2 separate regions of the Mus musculus genome follow, and region 2 is linked to region 1. A link is a contact called in public promoter capture Hi-C data. All regions are on one chromosome and are shown on one strand. Each heading gives the region's core, a stretch centred on a gene start, on an enhancer-like site or on the middle of the called end of the contact. The rest is flanking DNA. Distances are from core to core; before and after follow the strand shown. Region 1 holds the start of Prkg1 (protein kinase, cGMP-dependent, type I). Region 2 holds the start of Ankrd22 (ankyrin repeat domain 22).

The links. Promoter capture Hi-C pulls out the DNA fragments that hold promoters and counts their contacts.
Region 2: a contact with region 1 is called in a promoter capture Hi-C map of liver, with 3 times the contacts expected there. The contact joins the promoter of Ankrd22 here to the promoter of Prkg1 in region 1. A contact is called at or near these places in 2 of 39 promoter capture datasets (both in liver).

Annotation. Positions count from the first base shown.
Region 1 is chr19:31,661,457-31,667,046 of GRCm38.p6, forward strand. It overlaps Prkg1 (protein kinase, cGMP-dependent, type I), which reads right to left and starts at 2,914. Exons shown (of 18, transcript NM_011160.3): 1 at 2,515-2,914. The coding sequence starts at 2,825.
Region 2 is chr19:34,162,581-34,168,170 of GRCm38.p6, forward strand. Ankrd22 (ankyrin repeat domain 22) reads right to left here and starts at 3,461. Exons shown (of 6, transcript NM_024204.6): 1 at 3,175-3,461. The coding sequence starts at 3,195.

The sequences.
Region 1 (5,590 bases), core at 1,664-4,163:
GTTCACCTCAATCACCAGATAACCGAAGAGAGCATCAACTGCTCAGTTAACTGCATCTCCTGGAAAGACAACCCAAAACTAAGGGGAGCATGCAGCTAAATCAATTTCAGTCTACTTACATACTTTTGCCTCAACCATAACTTAATCTTCAGGAAAGTGATTACATTTAAGTTCCACTAAAGATTAAAACCATAAACACTTGTTGCCAGCAAGTCAGAATAATAAAATGATTCAAGCAATATACATTGAAATGCAAAACAAACAAAAAAAGTTTTTAGATTGGCACATTGTCTTAGTTCTATGTGAAGCTATCTTGTCCAGCCACTTTAACCACATAGGATAATAACTGTTTTGCATATAATATACTTGATTTCCTCTAAGAAAAGTACACTACCACTCAAGGCAATTTTATTCTGGCTTCCTTTATATACGTGTTAAAAAAAGAACAGATGTTTTTCAAAAAATATTTAAAGTTGGAAGGAATCTTACCATTTTCTCCAATATAATCCTTCAGAATTACAAAACTCACAGGGCAATACCACCTTAGCAACCTAGCCTGTTAAAGGTATCAAATAAACACAGGCGTGCAAAGCCTGGTTCAACAGATACAGTGTCCTACAGAGATGCTACAAGTATGTTCTTCTCTAGTTTTACTTTCCACTGGGAATGTTTATAAAAACATGAGGGTTTTGTGTCACACACCAATAGTCAAAAGTCTTCTAAATGTACCACATTCTGTAGTTCATTCCCCTTGCCTGGATTTCTTTAGGCTTTCTCAAATAGAATGCTTAACTAGAGTTATCAGCTGGGTTGATCATACTGAGTCTAAAAGTCTATTAAAATGGTCTTTTTTTTTTTTAAATAAGAGCAGACTTTGTTCTGGGTTACTCCAAAGTCCTGCAGATACTAAAATGACAATCCTATAGAATAGTTAAAGATACAAAAAGCTGCCTCTGAGTTATATTTTCATTATGCAAAACTTGGCCCAGGAGACATGGCCATGTACCTTGTTAGCTGAAACAGGCGAACATGCCAGGGACTGCAAATTAATTTACCAAAGAAAGCTCCAATGGATTCGGTTCACTCAGGTTTCTAAGACAAATTGAAATCAGCTCATCTATCATGGTAACACGGTCAGGTCGAAATCTCAGAAATATTTCTCCTTATCAACTCTCCCCTACTCCACAGAATCCAAACTCCGTCTTTAGCTAAGCCCGTAAATGACTCATGGGGTAGGGAGGGCCAGCATGTATAGATTTGACTTTTAAGTTCTCAAAAGTGTATGTAATGTGTACTTCTGAGCCCTTCCATCCAAGAAATACAAATGGCAATAACCAAGCATTTACTTTCTCTTCTTATGAATCCCCTGTGTTTATGAAGTAAAGGGTTCCCAGGGACCTTCTGTTATTATGTAACATGTGTCATCCAGCCGTGTTATGTAGTTAAGAGCAGGACAACAGAATCCTCTGCTTTACCAATTATGTCATTACTATTAATTAAAATGCCATTCAGATGGTGTTCTGGTTCTGTTGCTGTCCCATCCCTGCTGTTCACTCTCCATATGGACTCTGGGCTCGAGTGTTGTGTAACAAGTTTCATTCAGGGTCCCCATCCAAGTTATGAATCCTACTGACACTAAAACTACACTGCTCTCTAACACACAAGAACTGCTAGCAGCACAGTGGCTTGAGACCTGAATGTGAGACACAGCTTGGTCCCCACTGGAAATAGCATGTGCTTGACTACACTGTCCCTGAAAACACATTAACCCTCTGGGGGGAAATGAAAGTGTTCATTGGGAACCATGTGAAAATTCTTTTAGGAAAAACAAGTAATATTCTCTCTTGGATATTATGAAAACATTGTTTTTTAAAAAAAAAATCAACAGACTAGGTTTCCATTTATGGATTGTAAATGTCATCCAACTCAGGAAAATTTTAAAAATTCTTCTGTTTTATATGTATATTTTCTTATTCTTTTACACTTTGATGGTGACAGAACCTCAGGTTTGAACGGTACCAGCATGAAGCGCCGGCGGCATGTAGAAAAATCCAGGAGAGCCACAAGAGCTTGGAAAGTCAGGGTAATATCAACGCATTTCATTTCAGTCTGATGAGCCTGCAGTTAGGATTTTCCGGCTGGCCAGGTTGGCTGGGGCTTTGGGGAAGAAGGGGATTCTGGTTCCTCCGTTCAACAGCCACTCACACACACGGTCAGACACACACCTGGGGCGCGTCCAAACTATGTACAGTAGGTGGCATATATGAACGTATATGTATGTATATTTTAAAAATACCTTGGCATCTGACAAAGACACGAAGGCAACGGATGTGCAGGGAGTCTGGCCCTGAGAAACGTGCACAGCCCCTCAAGAAGTGCCGTGAAAATGAGACATTTCTGAGGATGAGGACAGACATGGCAAGCGGGAGGGGCAGGGGCCGACAGACAATACAGAGACCCGCAGCTTCCCACCGCCTGGGCGCCACATGGACCCGGGCGCGTAACCCTGCTTACTGTGGGCTCTTGGGGTAGAAGGGCAGGGTCACGTGGCTGAGATCCTGGATGTCGAAGGCGGTGGGCTCCGCGGAGATCGCCTGGCGCTTGGTGCGCGGTTCACCCTGCAAGGTGCTGGCGCTCTGCTTCTGCGCCTGCTGGGTGGCCGGCCGGATCACCGAGCGATACTTGTCCAGTTCGTTCTGCAGCTTCTGGATCAGTTCGTCCTTCTGATCCAACTCCAGCTCCAGCTCATCGATGAGAGCATCCCGCTGCCTCAGCTCCTCGATCTTCTCCTGGAGCGCATACTGTAAATCCCGCAGGGTGCCCATGCTCCTCCGGGCTGCCGGGGGCTCCTGCCTGCCGCTGCTCCGCGTCTTGGGGCTTCCTCCCCTCTCGGATCAACTTTCCCTAAAGTCGCCGCTGCCTCGCGAGTGCAAAAGCTTCCCTCGACTTGAGACCAAAGCCAAGCCTGGCTTCTGAGCATGCCCAGTCCGCCGCTCCAGCCACAGAGAGTTTCAGTGTGCAGATTCCACTTCTCCGGGTTTAGGGATGAGCAAAACAGGTCCAGCCCAGGATGAACCTGAAAGGCGGTGGGAGCCGCGGCGCTTTGGGGAGCAAAGCCCGGAGGCGCAGTGACCCACGGGCGGGAGGAGGGAGACTGGGCTCGGAGGCGGTGGCTGCTCGGCTCGGGTCACCAACGCCGGGTGCCAAAGGAAGCCAGCGATGTGTGTGGGGAGCCTGATAAAGCTCGGGGGCGCTGGGGCTGTGCGGGCGGAGCGAGGCTGGAGCGCTACTTCGGAGGTGGAGAGGTGGGAGGGAGAGGACCAGGAGCAAACTGGAGGCGTCAGCGGGCTCCGGGCTACAGAATGTGGGGCTAGGTTCCTGGCGACCAAGGGAGACAGAGCAGACTGTGCGTGCTAACAGCTTTGACTTCTGGAGGGATTGTGACCGCAGCCTCACAGAGGAAAACAGTGTGGCTGAGCGCTTGCGTCCTCCACAGCACCTTTCCCACGGGGAGCGCCTCACACAGGTGTCTAGGGTTTGCAAAGAAACTTGCCTCTCCAAAGGTGAGAGCTTACAGTGCCTGGGAGGGATTTCCACGGGCGTCCAGGTGCCTTTGAGGAAGGTTAGGATGGGTATCTGACCTCCGCCCCCAAGCCTTTCCACACTCCTAATTTTCCCTATTCTTGCCTGCCAAACTTAGATCAATGAATTCGTCTAGGGGCAAAAGCCAAAACCCCAAAGGATTTTGGGCCGGAGCAGGCCTCTCAGCAGCTCCCTGGTCCCTCCCATTTGTGCTAGTATCAATTGCGGAATGGTTCCCTAGAGGCCTGGCTTCTTCCATTTGCTGGATTTGGTGAAGTGGGTGGGGGCTTAAAAAACACAGCGGAGTTCCAAAACATTCTTTCAGAAAGGGAACCATACCTTTTCAACGTTACTTTCCTAACAGCCCAGGAGTTAATGAGAAAATTTTGCCAACTTTGGGGAAGAGGTAAGATCAACAAAGGATGGGAAAACTACAGGAGCTGTAATTGCACTGTCCCACCCACTACACTAGCTCTCAACCCAACCACTTCACCAGCCAGAACCAACTGCTCAGTGTGGGCTAAACTGCTAGCAAGAAGGCGGCATTCTTTCAGTCCAAGAATTGGTCTCTCATCTTGGGAACACTTATTTAGAATACCCAAAATATTTACCTAATGCTTACATAAGTGCCTAATAGTTAACTAAACCTTCACCAGCTTGTCCAAACTTATAGCTTAAAAAGAAAGAAAGAAAGAAAGGGAACCTTTAAACTTGCTATTCTTTCACACTCCGTGTTATAATTCTCATATTCTATCTACCCACCCTTTAACACTTAAACGAAACAGATAGAAAATTCATTAAAACTAAGTTGCAATACAAAACTTCTGCCTGAAATCTCAAATTAGCCAAGGACACAAATCTCTCTTAAACAACAACAACAACAACAAAAACGTTGCCTATTTATTTCCTCAAATGGCCAACATTTTCTATCTGAGCTAAGAAAGCTGGAAAGAGAAAGCCTACTAGCCACTAGCACATTAACAAAACTTCTTCCACAAAGACTATGATGTAGTTCTCTCTACAGATGGAGCCATGTGTATTCCTTACAACCAGAAGCTTTGAATTCGCTTCAGAGTACAATGTAAAAAGTCCACAGGACAGGAAATATTTTCAAAAGATAGCAGTTAAATAATAGTTCTGAATTAACTGTTATTTCTCTTAAAAGTCATCTTGAGCAGAAGTCTGCAACATTGTGTGACTAATTGCATCCTGCAGCATCTTCCCTCTGGGACAGTTTCCTCCTCTCAGGCAAAGATCCAGAACTTCAGTTAACCTGTGGGAATTCTCAACTTCTCTGGGAAAATGCTTAATGCTATTTTTTCTTACGGCTTTATTCTTGGGGTCTACAAACCCAGGAGTTTACATATAAACATGCATCACAAGCAACAGATACTTTGTTTTTAGTCTCTCTTAATTAATGTCTCCCAGCAGAAGATACAAAATATATTGCTTGTATAGAGCTTGTCTACAAGGAAGAGAAGGGGGGAAGAAGAAAACGAATAAAGTGATTCTCCACCTCACAAAACTATGTTTCCAACAGCACTCCAGCCATACATATTCAGCACTGTTATCAAAACGGAGGTTTTTCAGTACTAAACTGTACTTAAGTGAGGGACCCACACACAAGCTTTAGCATAAATACAAGTTACAGTCTCATTCTCAAAATTCTAAAGGTTCTCCATGGTGGATTCACCCTTAAGAATCGGGGATCTCATTCCTATCTTCTTGTACTAAGGTCAAATCTAAGTAGATCAAGGAACTCCACATAAAACCAGAGACAGTGAAACATAGAGGAGAAAGTGGGGAGAAGCCTCGAAGAGATGGGCACAGGGGAAAAATTCCTGAATAGAACAGCAATGGCTTGTGCTGTAAGATCGAGAATCGACAAATGGGACCTCATAAAATTGCAAAGCTTCTATAAGGCAAAAGACACCGTCAATAAGACAAAAAGGCCACCAACAGATTGGGAAAGGATCTTTACCTATCCTAAATCAGATAGGGGACTAAT
Region 2 (5,590 bases), core at 2,211-4,710, 2.5 Mb after region 1:
CCTAGCTATGATATTACTCATTTACAGTCCCAGTGCAGGGGAGGGGAGGTAGCCAGATCTATGGGTCTGTGGATGGCACCACCTACAGCCAGGCTAAGTACAGCTGAAAGACTAAACTACAGAATTAACAGAACCTGAGCTAGCTTTTCTCTTAAACTCACCCACTACTCCTTTCTTTGTTTACAACATTCGAGCCAGCTGTTCTTGAATATTCTATACTCTTACCTGTTCTCGGGTCTTCGAAGGTCTTGGGATCTAGAAGACTATGTGGTAGTTTCAGCGACACGGGTCAGCCACAAGACAGGTTCCTGGCCACTGCACCTAGAGGACCACTTCCCAGCCCACTTCCTGTCTGTCATATTGGCATGCTTCACTGTTTTGAATTACACTTATGATAGAAAGCAGGTGATTCCTCCAGTTTCCAGGAGAGGAAGTATCCAAGATTGGTTTTCCCCAGAGTTTTCTTGAGCTGGTGTCTCTGGTCAGGCCACCTGTCCCTTCTACTTTCAGGTTACCTCCTCCCCGTTATCCTGCCTTTTGGATGGTACATCCCATTCCTCAGGATTATTTCTCAGAAATCTCTTTAGTGTTTCCTACAGCACAAGTGTCCAGAACCACAAGTGGCTCCCAGGCCCTTTTTCCAAGGGAGATGGTTGAGTCTCCCTAACTAGAGCGCTGCTTCCCTTACACTAGACTTCTGTAAGGGGTGAACACCTAGAACAAGGGCGAAGTCCCCATAGTGACTGACACACAGTGAGGGTTAAGAAAAGGAGCTAAGGTTTAGAAATGAAGTGTGAGAATCAGGTCAGTGTTTGTTTTGTTTTGTTTTGTTTGTTTGTTTGTTTTTGAGACAGGGTTTCTCTGTATAGCCCTGGCTGTCCTCAGATCTAGGACAGGGACTGAGATGCATATTTTACATATCAAAGCAGATTTGACCTCCAGGTTTTCTCAGCATCCCTCAGTCCCTACCCGGCATACCCTGCCTCCAACCCTGAACTTTCCAGTCCAGGTACTGGGCTGCCCTTCCCCCATGCACCCCCCCCCCCAGGTTCTTCCTTATATAAGCCAGACATTTTGGTCTCCCTCCTCCTCCTCCTCCTCCTCCTCCTCCTCCTCCTCTCTATCTATGCAGGCATCCTTTCTCTTTCTCTTCCCCCTCAGCCCCCCTCTTCTATGGCGACTCCCTGGCCTCAATCCTTGGGGCCAGTGAACGTGCCCAGAGCAGTTTCCTAATAGTATATTTTAGTCTGACTTGAATTGGCTCATTTCACCAGTGGAGAAATAACCTATCACACACTGTTTGTGATCAATACTAACCTTGAGCTTTGAAGAATTACCTATGGGATCCTTTAGTGGTGTGTGTATAGGGGTGTACTTTTAAGATTTTATAGAAACGTTCATGTTACTATATGTTGTGCCCCAGTCCTAGGTCCCTTGTAGTGAACTAAATGAATCTTTCGTTTAAAAAACAATGCAACAGAATTAAAAAAAAAAAAAAAAAAAAAAAACCTCCAACTTATTTTGTCATTGACATAGCTGAAAAGTTAAATATTGATGTCACTTTGGGAGCAATTATCAGCTCTTCTTGGAAGTACTTAAACGTGCCTAACCTGGCCTAAACTTGCCTTGCTTGACAAATCAACACCAAACTGACATGTAATTGCACTGCTCGGTTCTCTGGTAGTCACAAAAAACTGCAGCTGTCCCCACAACCTAGGCTAACCATAGTACTGTTTAAGGGACCATCCACATATACAGAGAATTAGGGGGCCACAATGCATGATTTTAATCTACACTTAAACAAGATTGGGCTCATCTCCATGCACATAAAAGTCTAAAAAGAAAGCCACCCTGAGCAGGAGTTCTGACTTTCAGGATGGTGGTGAACAGGTTATGGCTGGAATTCTTGTCAAAACTAGTTTTGTGGACCCTACATGAGGTGAGTCAGAACTCTGGAGTGAGTGTCCTAGAGAATTCACTATGAATGATTTTCTCTCCCTGACACTTAGAAAATTTACCAGAGTAGAATGTTAATTCACATTATATCTTTTAACATCCTCATATGTACGTGACTTCTTGGTGAGATCAAAATCACAGAGCAAGATATTCCCAGGACGGTGAAATAAGCAGACAATGCCTTTAGTAAAGGCACTCACACACTTAAGTGCACACAGTCGCAAATTCATGCTTGCACATGTTCATTGGAAGCAGGCACCAAACAACCACCTTTCATGCTAGCAGATCCAAATCAATGAGGCTCCCTTGAGCTTAGAGAATGGAATGCTGATTAGCAAGTTAATTATGTCAGACAAGGAGTAAGTTATGAATAATAATAATGATAATAATAATAATGAGAGGAGAAGAAGAAGAAGAAGAAGAAGAAGGAGAAGGAGAAGGAGAAGGAGAAGGAGAAGGAGAAGGAGAAGGAGAAGGAGAAGAAGGAGAAGAAGAAGAAGAAGAAGAAGAAGAAGAAGAAGAAGAAGAAGAAGAAGAAGAAGAAGAACCACTACCACAACAACATTACTGTGCCTCTGATACTCTTATTCAAACATCACCCTTTGAAACATTGAAAATGTATTTGATTGTAGTAAGCTATGTTCAATGTAGAAAAATGTCCTGACAGCTATCAAGAGGAAATAGTCCAGATATCAAAGCGGTACTTCCTGTCATTGTGTCTATACGGTGATAACCTATATTAATAATTGCCAAAGGTGAACTTCCTTCCACATAATAAGCTTCAAGGTGTTGTTGTAGTCATGGGTTCCATGAAAAGCTTGCCAATCATTTGGCTTTTTAGAAAATCCAATTAGGTATGAGTTTCTCTTGCCCTCGTGTATTTCACTGAGACACAATATAGCTACAGCCCCGTTTTTCGGTATCACCTCTGCAATTAGGATGTCAGAAAATATGTATCCCATCACTCTCAACTTGAGTCTAGCTAAAACTTATTATTTCAGTCTAACTTGTGTTAAGATACCAAAACAAACAAAGCAAAACAAAAAATAAACCCTAAATATCTTAGGATCACAAGAGATCTTTCCTGACTTAATACTCACAAGGAACACTAAATAGAATTGAAAATAAGTCATGATAACAGGGATAGACAATTAATCGTGGAAAAACAAAAGAAATTTTTAGCCCCTTCGGACTCCTATGTTCAGAATTATGACTTACCTCAGAATATAGGATTCCCATCCCGGTCCTTCCTGGATTCGCACCCTCTCTACAATGCAGTAGTGAATCTTCTAGAGGCGTTTCTAATTAATATTAAATTTCTTCCAGGAAAATAAGGTCCCTGGAAGTCCAAGCTGGTGGCGAGCCCTCTCTTTCCACACCTGGGAATGCCTTTTCAGCAGTCTGTGACAGCAACACACCTTGTAGAGAGACAGGCTATGAAGAGAAGGCATTGGCTTACAGGTAATGATCCCAGCTGTATCACTGTTACAGCCAGGGGAACCGGTTTCTGAGTCATGTACCTCTGCCAGTGGAGGCGGCAGTAAAAAAGGAAGCACAGGTGGGGTGCTGGGAGGAGGAACTTCTTAGGCCAGCAGGAAGAGTTCAAAACAGGACTCTGTACTTACGCAATTTCTGAATTGAAATCCAGCATTCAGTGGCCATCATAGTCAGCCAACTCATTAGTGAGAGTCACGGGATCTAGTTAGGTAAATAATCCTTAAAGTCATGGCTAGCAAGTTACACCTTTCCCCCAGACACTTAAAGGGCCCTGTAAGTTAATAAATTAAACTTAACTTAATAGTTTTTTTAATTATTTTAATTGATGTGTGGTAATTATACACATGTATTCAGTATTATATGATAATTCAAAAAGTATTATATATAATGGTCAAGTGAGAGTAATTAGCATTTCTATATGTTTTAATGTCATTCTTCTGAGAACCTTCAAAGTCCTCTCTCATACTTTTTTTATAAGTAAAAAAGATGCAAAGTAGATCACTCTGAGGTGCTGTGGAGCACCAGGCCTGACTCCTGCTATATCTGTTGTGGTACCTGTGACTCAGCCTCCTCCGCTGCCACTAGCACCTTCTGTGCCTGCAGTCATCGCTACTATAATCTCTTATCGTGGTGCTGTAGGGAACAGCTGAAACCCTGCTCAAAGTTCTTTTGTGTTGTGTGACACTTGTTTTATTCAGACCGTGCCTTGCCCTGACAGATTTCAGTTTACAAGCAACATTTGACTCCATTGTGAGAATGGCGGATGACTGTTCATCTTGCTGGACACAGGAGCAACAGCAGCTGTCTGACATGACCTGAGAGGCCCTAACTGAAAAGTAGTTTACTCCTTAAAGGAGGAAAGGCACATTGGTCGCTGTGAACTGGGATCGCAGAAACACATGGGCATATTATGATCATGATCGGAGGAGTAGGTTGGGGACTTAGCAGACACTCCAAACTGAGGAATGGATGCTACACTCTCACCTGGATGGATGGTGATGCCTCAAAGAGCATCCATCTGACCTCCTGCCCTGTTTATGAAGAGACCAATGGAAACAGAACTCTTGATTGTCCCCAGGACATCACCTTAGCTCACTCCTTATTATTGATGCAGACAACAGCAAATTTCTATCCACTCATCTCCCTATCATTAGTGTGGGCCTACTCCTACCTTTTGCTCTCCCGACTCTGTGGCCTAGGTCCCATGTCTCATCTCTGAAGCTCTACTCCAACCCTATAGCCTATATCTACCACCACCACAGGGTCTTCCTGTATAGACTATCTGATGGCAGTTTTCAAACTTCTAACTCATTGAACAGCCTTTTAAACTATCCATAGTCATTCTGTAAACTACATATACACATATCATATATGTGACATATCATGTGTGATCTGAGGATATTAATAATTAAGATTACTCCAATTTGTGCTTGTCACATGGAAAAAAGAACTTTTCACGGATTGCTTCCAGTAAAGCTGTTATACCTTGTGGATTTGTTATATTAGTAATAAAGGATGATATGAAAATATGCAAGGGTGTTCACCTATATTTCTGGCATAATATGCTTATGACACTTGAAAACTGCTAAATTGTTTTAATTACTCCAATAGTGGTTCTAAAATCAATTCCTGTATTATACCTCTAAAATGGAATTGTCAGTTTATCTGATCAAGCATGTTAATACGCCAGATCCCTTAAGTGTGAATAATCGGTCTGTGCTTTGAGTACTACCAAGTTATTCACATTTTCTCTTAGAAGTACTGCTTCAGAGAGCGTCATAATCTCAAGCTGGTAGATATGGTTTTCAGTCATCTGAGAATGTTCAATGGGTTCGTAGTCAGTAGTCAGGAAACCTCTTTGACCCCAGTGATGGCCATTCTGAAGCCTGAAGAGGGGGGGCTTTTGCTTTGTTGTGGCTTCCTGCAGGGTCAGTGGATCCGAGGCAAGCACTCTAACACTAAGCTCTATTTGTAGCCTCCTGGAGTTACTCTTATGGTTGACCTAAGAAGAATTACACACCTCTGCTACAAAGTTGCCACTGAAGCCTGACTCCCAGGAGTCATAAAGGAAACAGATGTCTGCCATCAATGTTGGCTGAGGTTGCAGCCACTTCTTGCTTCCTGTTCGTTGTGGTTT